Linked DNA regions of Canis lupus: region 1 is linked to region 2. A link is a contact called in public Hi-C data. All regions are on one chromosome and are shown on one strand. Each heading gives the region's core, a stretch centred on a gene start, on an enhancer-like site or on the middle of the called end of the contact. The rest is flanking DNA. Distances are from core to core; before and after follow the strand shown.

Evidence for each region. A called contact is a pair of places that touch in the nucleus more often than the background predicts.
Region 1: a Hi-C map of blood shows a contact between it and region 2, with 2.2 times the contacts expected there. The contact joins the promoter of TMEM237 here to the promoter of STRADB in region 2. A contact is called at or near these places in 2 of 9 Hi-C or Micro-C datasets (amygdala and blood).

The regions. Positions count from the first base shown.
Region 1 is chr37:10,566,318-10,570,627 of UU_Cfam_GSD_1.0, forward strand. TMEM237 (transmembrane protein 237) reads right to left here and starts at 1,665. Exons shown (of 12, transcript XM_038585374.1): 1 at 1,493-1,665. The coding sequence starts at 1,531. It overlaps MPP4 (MAGUK p55 subfamily member 4), which reads right to left. Exons shown (of 19, transcript XM_038585900.1): 19 at 3,066-3,894. The coding sequence ends at 3,703.
Region 2 is chr37:10,377,577-10,381,643 of UU_Cfam_GSD_1.0, forward strand. It overlaps STRADB (STE20-related kinase adapter protein beta), which reads left to right and starts at 1,871. Exons shown (of 12, transcript XM_038585370.1): 1 at 1,871-2,058. It overlaps TRAK2 (trafficking kinesin-binding protein 2), which reads right to left and starts at 1,719. Exons shown (of 17, transcript XM_038585356.1): 1 at 1,451-1,719.

The DNA of each region.
Region 1 (4,310 bases), core at 415-2,914, 190 kb after region 2:
TGGGACTCGATCCCCGGTCTCCAGGGTCACGCCCTGGGCTGAAGGCGGCGCTAAACCGCTGAGCCACCCGGGCGTCCCTAAAAAATAAATTAAAAAAAAAACAAAAAACTTAACAAATGGTAAGAAAAGTTGTGTTTGCCATTCAGAGAGATTACAGTTGAGACGCATTCTGGAATCTTTCAAAATAAAATACTATCAGCAATGTCTCGAAATCAGTTTAATGTTGCAAGTGTCTCATGCTGCTTGCAGGGGACACTGATTCAAAAGGGTTTACATTTTTAGACACTTTTTCTTTTTCGTTGGTTCTACGACCGTCCCATTTAGCGATCCATGCGGTCAGCGTATTAATACAAATGCTACGAGATCAGGACACAGCAGGCTGTCTCAACACTATCCAGTGATGAACCTCACCACCGGGAAAGAGCAATAGTCCAGGAAAGAGCCACCGTCAGGCGGCTACGGATCGCGTCCTGCCCAAGGCTTCGGGTCACACGACGCTTGCACGTTTTCAAAACTCCCGCGAAAATGACGTGTCACCGCCGACCTTCCGGCTCCTCAAGAGTCGGAGGGCTCCACCGGACACAAAATCCCAGAGACTCAAACGGAACCGAGGCTGGCTTACCACCTGCTTCTTTCCCATGGCGTCCAACGCCGGGCTTCCCCGCGGCCGCGCGCCGGGAGCTCGCAGCCGGGAGCTCGCAGTCCGCTCCCGCCCCGCCCCCCGGCCGGCTCCCGCCCCGCCCCGCCCCGCCCCCCGGCCGGCTCGCTATTGTCCCCGGCTGGCTCCCGCCCGGGCCGCCGCGCGCAGGCGCCGTGCGTCATCGGCCTGCGCCGCCCGGGCCTGGCGGACACTCAGCCGGTTCCCTGCAGGACGCGGCGGGGGGGGGGGGCGGGGGCCGGTCGGGCCTTTGCAGTGCAGCCCTGCGGAAAGGGGGCCGTGGGCGTGGGGGGCTGACATGCCCGGGAAGAGAGACTCCAGCGGGCGTGGGGCAACAACCACGGTTCTGCTCATGGTTTCCGAGTGGTTGCAGGGATTTGTTCGAGGGCGGTGGGGAAAGACCATGATCAATGGTCTCCGCCAGGAAACTGCGGTCTCCTCCCTGGGTGGCTAGAGGCCCTCCGGGAGGAGTCCGCAGGAGAGGCCTAGCTGGCAGCCCCGGGGCACCCAGGGGCCCGGAAGGCTAAGCAGAGAGGCGTCGTCACAGCAACGTGGCCACTCAGGCCCGGGCATCGGCACGCCCGGGTCCTCGCCTGGCTCCCGGGGTTCGGCTCCCGGCCTCGGGACGAACTTGCATCGCCCGCTCCGGTCCAATCCTGTGAGCATCCGAGGGGCGGACGCGCGTGCACGGCGAGCGGGGCTCTCGGCGGCCCTCGGCGGCCCTCGGCGGCCCCAGCCCTAGGCGGCGGCCCCGCCCCAGGAGCCGCGGAGGCGATCGGGCTGCACCCCCCGCCTCCGCCACGCCCCGTGGCCGCAGCGCCCCTCACCGCTCACCGGGTGGGCCTCCGGCCGAAGCCCCGAGTCCGCCCTCATGGCGCTCCCCCTCGGGGCTCCCTCGGCGCAACCGCCGGCGGCCCGCGCCTGGCTCCCCGCGACCCGGCCTCCGGGGCCTGCGAGAGGGGGGCTCCCCAGGGTCTCGCTGGGCCGCAGCTCCTGGGCCGGACCTCCGCCTGCCTGCGGGGCGCCAAGCCCCGCCCCGCAGCGCGTTCGCGTCAGGGGGGCGGGGCTGGACCCGGAGGGGGCGGGGCTGGACCCGGAGCGGGCGGGGCGCGGGGAACCCGGAGGGGCCCGAGGGCGGTGCGCGAGAAGGACCCCGCGGAGGTCAGAACAGGCTCTGGGTACCAGGAACCGACGATTGGCAAGGCCAAGGCTGCCCGGAGGAGCCGGGAACTTCTAGTCGCTGAACCAGGAGAGGTCTGGAAGGGCCAAAGACGGATTAAAACTCCTTTGAAAAGGAGGACTTTGGGGATTCCTGGGTGGCTCAGCGGTTTAGCGCCGCCTTCAGCCCAGGGCGTGATCCTGGGGATGCGGGATCGAGTCCCGCATCGGGCTCCCTGCGAGGAGCCTGCTTCTCCCTCTGCCTGTGTCTCTGCCTCTCTCTCTCTCTCTCTGTGTCTCTCATGAACAAATAAATAAAATATTTAAAAAAGGGGGGGGGGGACTTCTGTGGAACGCTGTCAGATTCTCCAGACACGGCTTCTTCCGACGGATCTCTGAACAAACTAGAGACCCCTGTACTGCAGGGACGTAGTAGGCACCCAGAGCGGACCCCTACCAGGCACTTACCGACTGGGTATTTGGTTCTTTAACTTCTTACTCTTGTATCTTGTTTATTGCGTGACTTTGGTTTCTTGTGTGGCGTATGGGAAGCCAAGTTAACTGTCATTCAGTTTGGAATCCTACACCCGTTAAAATTGTGTAAACCCCGCTTTGGGCATGAATAGAGGGGACGGGGTGCAGAGGCGCATCCCGTGCACCGCCCTTGTAGGGCGCAGAGATGCCCCGCCCCCACCCCCACCCCCACCCCCACCTCCGGGCCCAGACAAATATCAGATTTCTTCTAGTTGTGTGTGTGTGTCTGTCTGTCTGTGTAGTGATACAGGCAGTTCTCAAAATGTTTGCCACTTGCTTATCCTCCATCTCTGTACAGCAAGTTTGGGGAATTTTTTTTCTCAAAAAGAAAAAACACAACATAAGATCAAATCCAAGTTCATGTACCATTAAAAATGACTTAATTTTCTTTGGTGGGATTTTTTGGGGGGGGGGGAGGGAGGTTGGGTTTAATTTTTTTCTTTTTTGTTTTTTTGTTTTTTTGTTTTGAAGATAATCACTAAGTTAAAAAGAGCTACAAATACTTTGATGTACATACTTGGTTTTATATTTAAGAAAGAGATTGGGGGAGTAGACGGATGGTGTGGGGATGGGGAACATTAGAGAATAATGTAGAAGATAGACATACAGGGGCAGCACGGCTGACTGGAAGTCTTAAGACTTAGGGAAGAAAGAAAAATAAGACTTCTTGGAATAGCATCCTCATCTTACGGTTTTCTCATCTATGGGTCTCTAGGACTAAAGTCAATTGCCCTTTCCGAATTTAGACATGATGTAGATATTGGCTTTTAGGCAAATTAATTGTTACAGCTCTGATCTGAAGAATATTTTTTTTCCTTGTAGACTGATGTATAAATGATGAGGGCAGGACCATTTCTGTAAACTTTCATGTTAAATGTGAAACATGTACATTAACCCTTTTTTCTTGCTGAGTCAGTGAAAAAGTACTGACTTTTTCACTTTTTGTAAAAGCTGGTTTCATAAAACAGAAGTTTCTTGAGGTTAAATACAGTTTCTGAAATGAAATACTACTTATTTTATTTAGGGAAGCTCTTTTATCTGAACTGTACAAAGACCATAAGAAATCTCAGAAAGGTTCTCCTACTCAGTGGCTTGACATTGTTTGTATTCTTATATGACATAAAGGAAAACATTAAAAACAAAACATTTTTTTTCTTCAAAGCTAAGGAGGTAACTCTACATACATATGATGCAATTTTTTTTCAAATTAGATTAATTAATAAACTGTACCACATTTAAAGTTGCATACATTAAAATGGGGCAAATACTGCTGTTTTTTATTGCAGCTGTTATTCCAGAGCTCTGTAATAGTTGAATATTCTTAAAGCTCCAGCATTAAGCTGGTGGCCTCCTTAAGACTCAGTATCAGAGGAAACCCATGTTGCTGGTACCCATTGAGGCTCCTCCTGAGCCTTCTGAACTGCAGACAGCAACTGGGCACATGCATCTTGCAAGTTGTCATTCACAATCACATGATCAAAAAACTGGCCAAACTGTGTCTCCATTTTTTGAGCTAAATCCTCCATTTCTTGTAGATCTTCATCCTTTATGAGAAATAGAAAAATATGGATAGCACAGACTTAATGAGATAAACAGAAATCATATGCAGTTTGTTTTGCTGTTACATACATTATAAATTTTATATAAAAACGCTCATGTCAGATAAATTCTATTCTATTCTAAACCACACAATGTATGTTTTTATCTTTAATCTTAATGTTTCCCTGGTCAAGGTTTTGCAGAACTAAATAATGGTAGCCAAAACAATCCCCTCAACTTCCCATATGGCCTTAAATTATCTTACTCTAAAATCTAAGCACTTGAAGCCTTCAACTGTGTATAACCAAACAAAACAAAAAAGAAAGAGAAAGAAAAAAGAAAGAAAACAAAATTTACAGTTAAATATAAATAAAACATATGAAAATTTCAAATGAAATTTTATAAGATAAAACACTGTTCT
Region 2 (4,067 bases), core at 621-3,120:
TATACCCACTCTGTTATTGCAGCGATTAAGTGAGCAAATGTACACAGAGCTCATGACTGGTGTGCCCAGCTGACTGAAAGTACAGCTGACTTGAACTTGGGTTTGAACTGCAAGGGTGCACTTAGACACTGAGTTTTCTGATACAGTACAGTAAATGTATTTTCTTTTTTCTAGTTTACTCTAAGAATACAGAATTGTAATACATATAACACAAAATATGTTAAACAACTGTTTATGCTATGAATAAGGTTTCTGATCAAAAAGGCTATTAGTGGTTAAGTTTCTAGGGAGTCAAAAATTATATATGGATTTTTGACTCTACAGGGGGTTGGTGCTCGTCAGCCCGGTGTTGTCCACGGGTCAACTGTACTCAAATACTTGTACTTTTAATATTTGTACTCATATACTGTACTTTCTTATGATTTCTTCAACGTATGAATAAAAATCTGTAAAATAACAAACCACTCTCTTTCGTACATGTGATTGCTGAATGTCTGAGACATTGTTGAACATTAACTTTAAAAATAGAAAGCTGTAAAAACTGCTGAGATGATAAAGTGTCTTCATCCCTGCCCTTTCCCACCACCAAACGCCCTTCACAATTCCTTAAGTGTCACGTCAACGCTATTAACATGCTATTTGGAGATCACTGTAACTCAGACTTTCAATTCTACAGCAAAGAGGTGAAGGTCATGACAAATTTTTGCTGAAAGATAATTTTTTAAAAAACTAGAAGAGTCCATGTCATTTTATTCCTATGGTCTATTCTAGCTTGATGAATTTCCAGTGAAAAGTTACTGCTCTGTTTTTTTTTTTTTTTTTCTGGCTCAGAAAATGCAGGTTTTAATATAAGGTTGGTGGGCAATGAACTGAGTTCACCATTATTACTAGACCCAGAACTCTTTTAAATGTTTGGGAGATCATCTTTACGCTGGTACTAAAGAGGACATCTGCCAACATCTATTATTCACGCCTGACACTAAAGTGAACCGTTTCTTTTGAAGGATATGTGGTGTCTGGCTCAAAATCAATCGCAAGAAAAACCCAACTGAGCATAGAAAGAGCTCTCTGCAATATCCTCTCTGTTTGCTCACATCACAGATGGTGACCGGGGCTTAGGCACTAAAGCTGCGCATCACTCAGGGAGGAGGTTCCAGGGGATGCTCTCCGGCAGAGGATGAGATCCTCACAGGCGCAGCTGGGATGAACCCGGAGACCAGAGCCCAGCGCCCATCACTTCGCACCCACACTTGGGGAACCAACCACTTCCCAACCAAGCCTTCGCGGGGCGGAGCCCGGCGAAGACCCAGGCCTGCGATCCCCAGCCCCCGGCTCCGATGTCCGCGCGTGACCTCCGGGCACCGGGAGGAGCTCCGGGCGGGGAGGCTCCCCTGCTTTCCGGGGAAGTTGGCAAGGGCAAGTTGGAGTCACGCGCGGGAAGGTTACTCACGGGAATGGCCCGACGTCCTCCGTCCTCCGTCCTCCGCCCGCGCTCCCTCAGGGAATAGGGTCTAAAGCGGCGGCAGCCCGAGAGCTGCAGCCGAAGCGGCTGCCGCTGCCACAACCGCCCGGGCGTGGCAGGGACCGAGGGCGACTTCACAGCATCATCACTCGGCGACTCTGCTTTGGCAGCGGGGCCGGCGCCTCCGCAGCCCCACACATCGGAGGAGAGCGGAGGAGACCCGCTCTCCCGGCAGCCTCCGCGGCGTCGGCGCACTACCTGCCGGGAAGTGTGGTCTTCCCGAGCGCCCGCCCCCTCCGCCTCCGGAGTCGCCGCGCGCCTGTCCCGCCCCCTCAGCGACGAGGCCCCGCCCCCGAGGCCGCCGGGCCCCGCGGCGGGAGGCGGGGCCGCGACCCTGGGGCGAGTCCAGTCCGGGCGGGCTGCCCGCGGCGGGGGCAGAGCTCCAGGCCCGCAGCCCGAGGCCGGGTCGCGCTGCCTTGCTGCGCCCCGCGGCCCGCGCGCTCGCAGGGCCCCCTCGGTGGGCCGGGCTCCCGGGGCCGTGGGGCCCCGCTCCGTTGGGCTCCTGAGGAGAGTCGCCGGTCGTGGTCGCCGCCAGGGTAAAGAGGGGAGGCCGGGCGGAGGGGGGTGGCGTCGGGCCGGGTCGGGAGCCTGAGGGAGCGCGGCTCGGTCCGCGCGCACCTCGCGAAGCCCGAGGCTGGAACTTGCCGCCCCGCCTCGAACCCACGCCCTGGCCGCGGGCGGGCGGGCGGGGCGGCGTCTGGAGTCCGGCTGGCGGGGCGAGCGGCCCCTGAGCCCCGGGCCGTCGGGCGGCGGCGGCGGCACCTGCGCTCGCGGTGGGCGGCGCTTGCCAGGTGCGCGGGGCGCCCGCGGCCCCGGTGCCGCCCCCCCTCCCCGCCCCCTCCTCACCGCCTCCTCACCCGGCACCTCGGGCCGCTAGCTCGAGCCTGGCGGAGCGTCCCGGCGGGAGACACCCTGTGGCCGCGGCTCTGTGCCGCCTCCTGCGAGTTCGCCTCCTCGAAGCAGGACGAGGAAGGAGCCTCTTCACAAAATTAAATGCTCAAGCTTCATTTTGTTCCCGGTATTTAAAGTGAGCGTCGTGTTTTTCCCCTCGTGGCTTTGTGGTGCCAAACACCCTTTTCCTGAAAACTTGGTCAGGATTTTGTGACCCGGCGGCTGCCGAGCGCAGGTCCGGGTGGCGCACAGTAGGCGCTCAGGAAAGATTTTGTTTTGAAAGCATGAGTCATGTTGCTAAGTTTGGGGAATCTTATAGCGAGTTGTGCGTCGCTGCAATTTTTGAGATTTTATGGGTTCTCAAGGTCCCTTTGAAAATTACAGTAATTTTAAGGCTTAGCAGAGATCGGGGTTGTTGTTGTTTTTGCGTTTCCTATAACAATAGCCTCTGCTGGATGCCTAAATTAACTCAAAACCCGAGTTCTGTAAATAAATGCGCCCTGTGATTTTCACAGAAATTGTTAACCTTTGATATTAAAGTCTTTGGATGAACTATTCTATAATGGAGCAAATTTAAATTATTTATAAAGCTTTATACCCTAATTAGCTTGTTAGATACAAATGCAAAGGACCACACTGATGTAATATATTTAGAAATACAGGCCTCAAGTATGATTTCTTTAAAAAGGATTTATATTCACATCTAGTGAAAGAGCGTGCAGGAGAAAATCTACTCGCCCCCCCCCCCCCCCGCCCCCAAACTGTACCCTTTACCAGGTGCAGCTGCTGCCTTGACCTCAAAATGTCTGGTAAAATGATCTCTTAAGCATCTGGCATATCTAAAGCAGAAATCTGTGGGATTAAACCACCTCAGTGGAACTACTCCTTTGTACTCACAATTCATAAAATCGTGTCAGTTTCTTCGGAGTATTTCTGAAATAATAGATAATGTAACAGAATTAAAGTTTTTTTGTTCTTGTTTAAGAACTTACTGATAGGAAGTGGAAGAAGCAAGAAACAAAATCCTGTTAACCAGAAAATTGAATTAATCACGACATCCCTAATCTTCCTGTGAGAATGTGAACTGCAAGTGGTCAGGGCCTTGTCTGCCCTGATCACCAGTGAGTGTCCCCAGTGCCTGACCATGGTCACCATTCATTAAGCACTTAGAGAATGAATACTTGGCTGTTTCGGATTAATGGTGTCATGACTTTCTACCTGTGTATGGTTTCTTCATTTATTTGGACATTTCCTTAGAGTTGATTGCTAGAAGTGAGAATTTTACTGGGTCAAAAGGTATGAGTATTTTCATGTTATTGAAACATTGCCAACTTGCTTTCCAAGTGAGCCTTACATTTTTCGGCTGCCACCAGTAATATGTGAGTGTACCTCTCAGAGTATCCTCTCGAGCTCTTATATTGATTGGCGCAGTATTTGGTAGTTATGAGCCCTTTCAGATGAAGTATCTCTGATTCAATCACCCCAGAAGGTGGGCAGGGCAGGTATTGCTTTCCCCCTTTTGTATTACAGCAAATACCACTGCCTTAAGTTGATGATAATGAATAGCAAGTGACTAAATAATCATACCCTTTGAGGTTTTTCCTCCCCCTCTTCTCTACTTTTGGTTTGTAGTGAATATTCTGAATAAATTCAT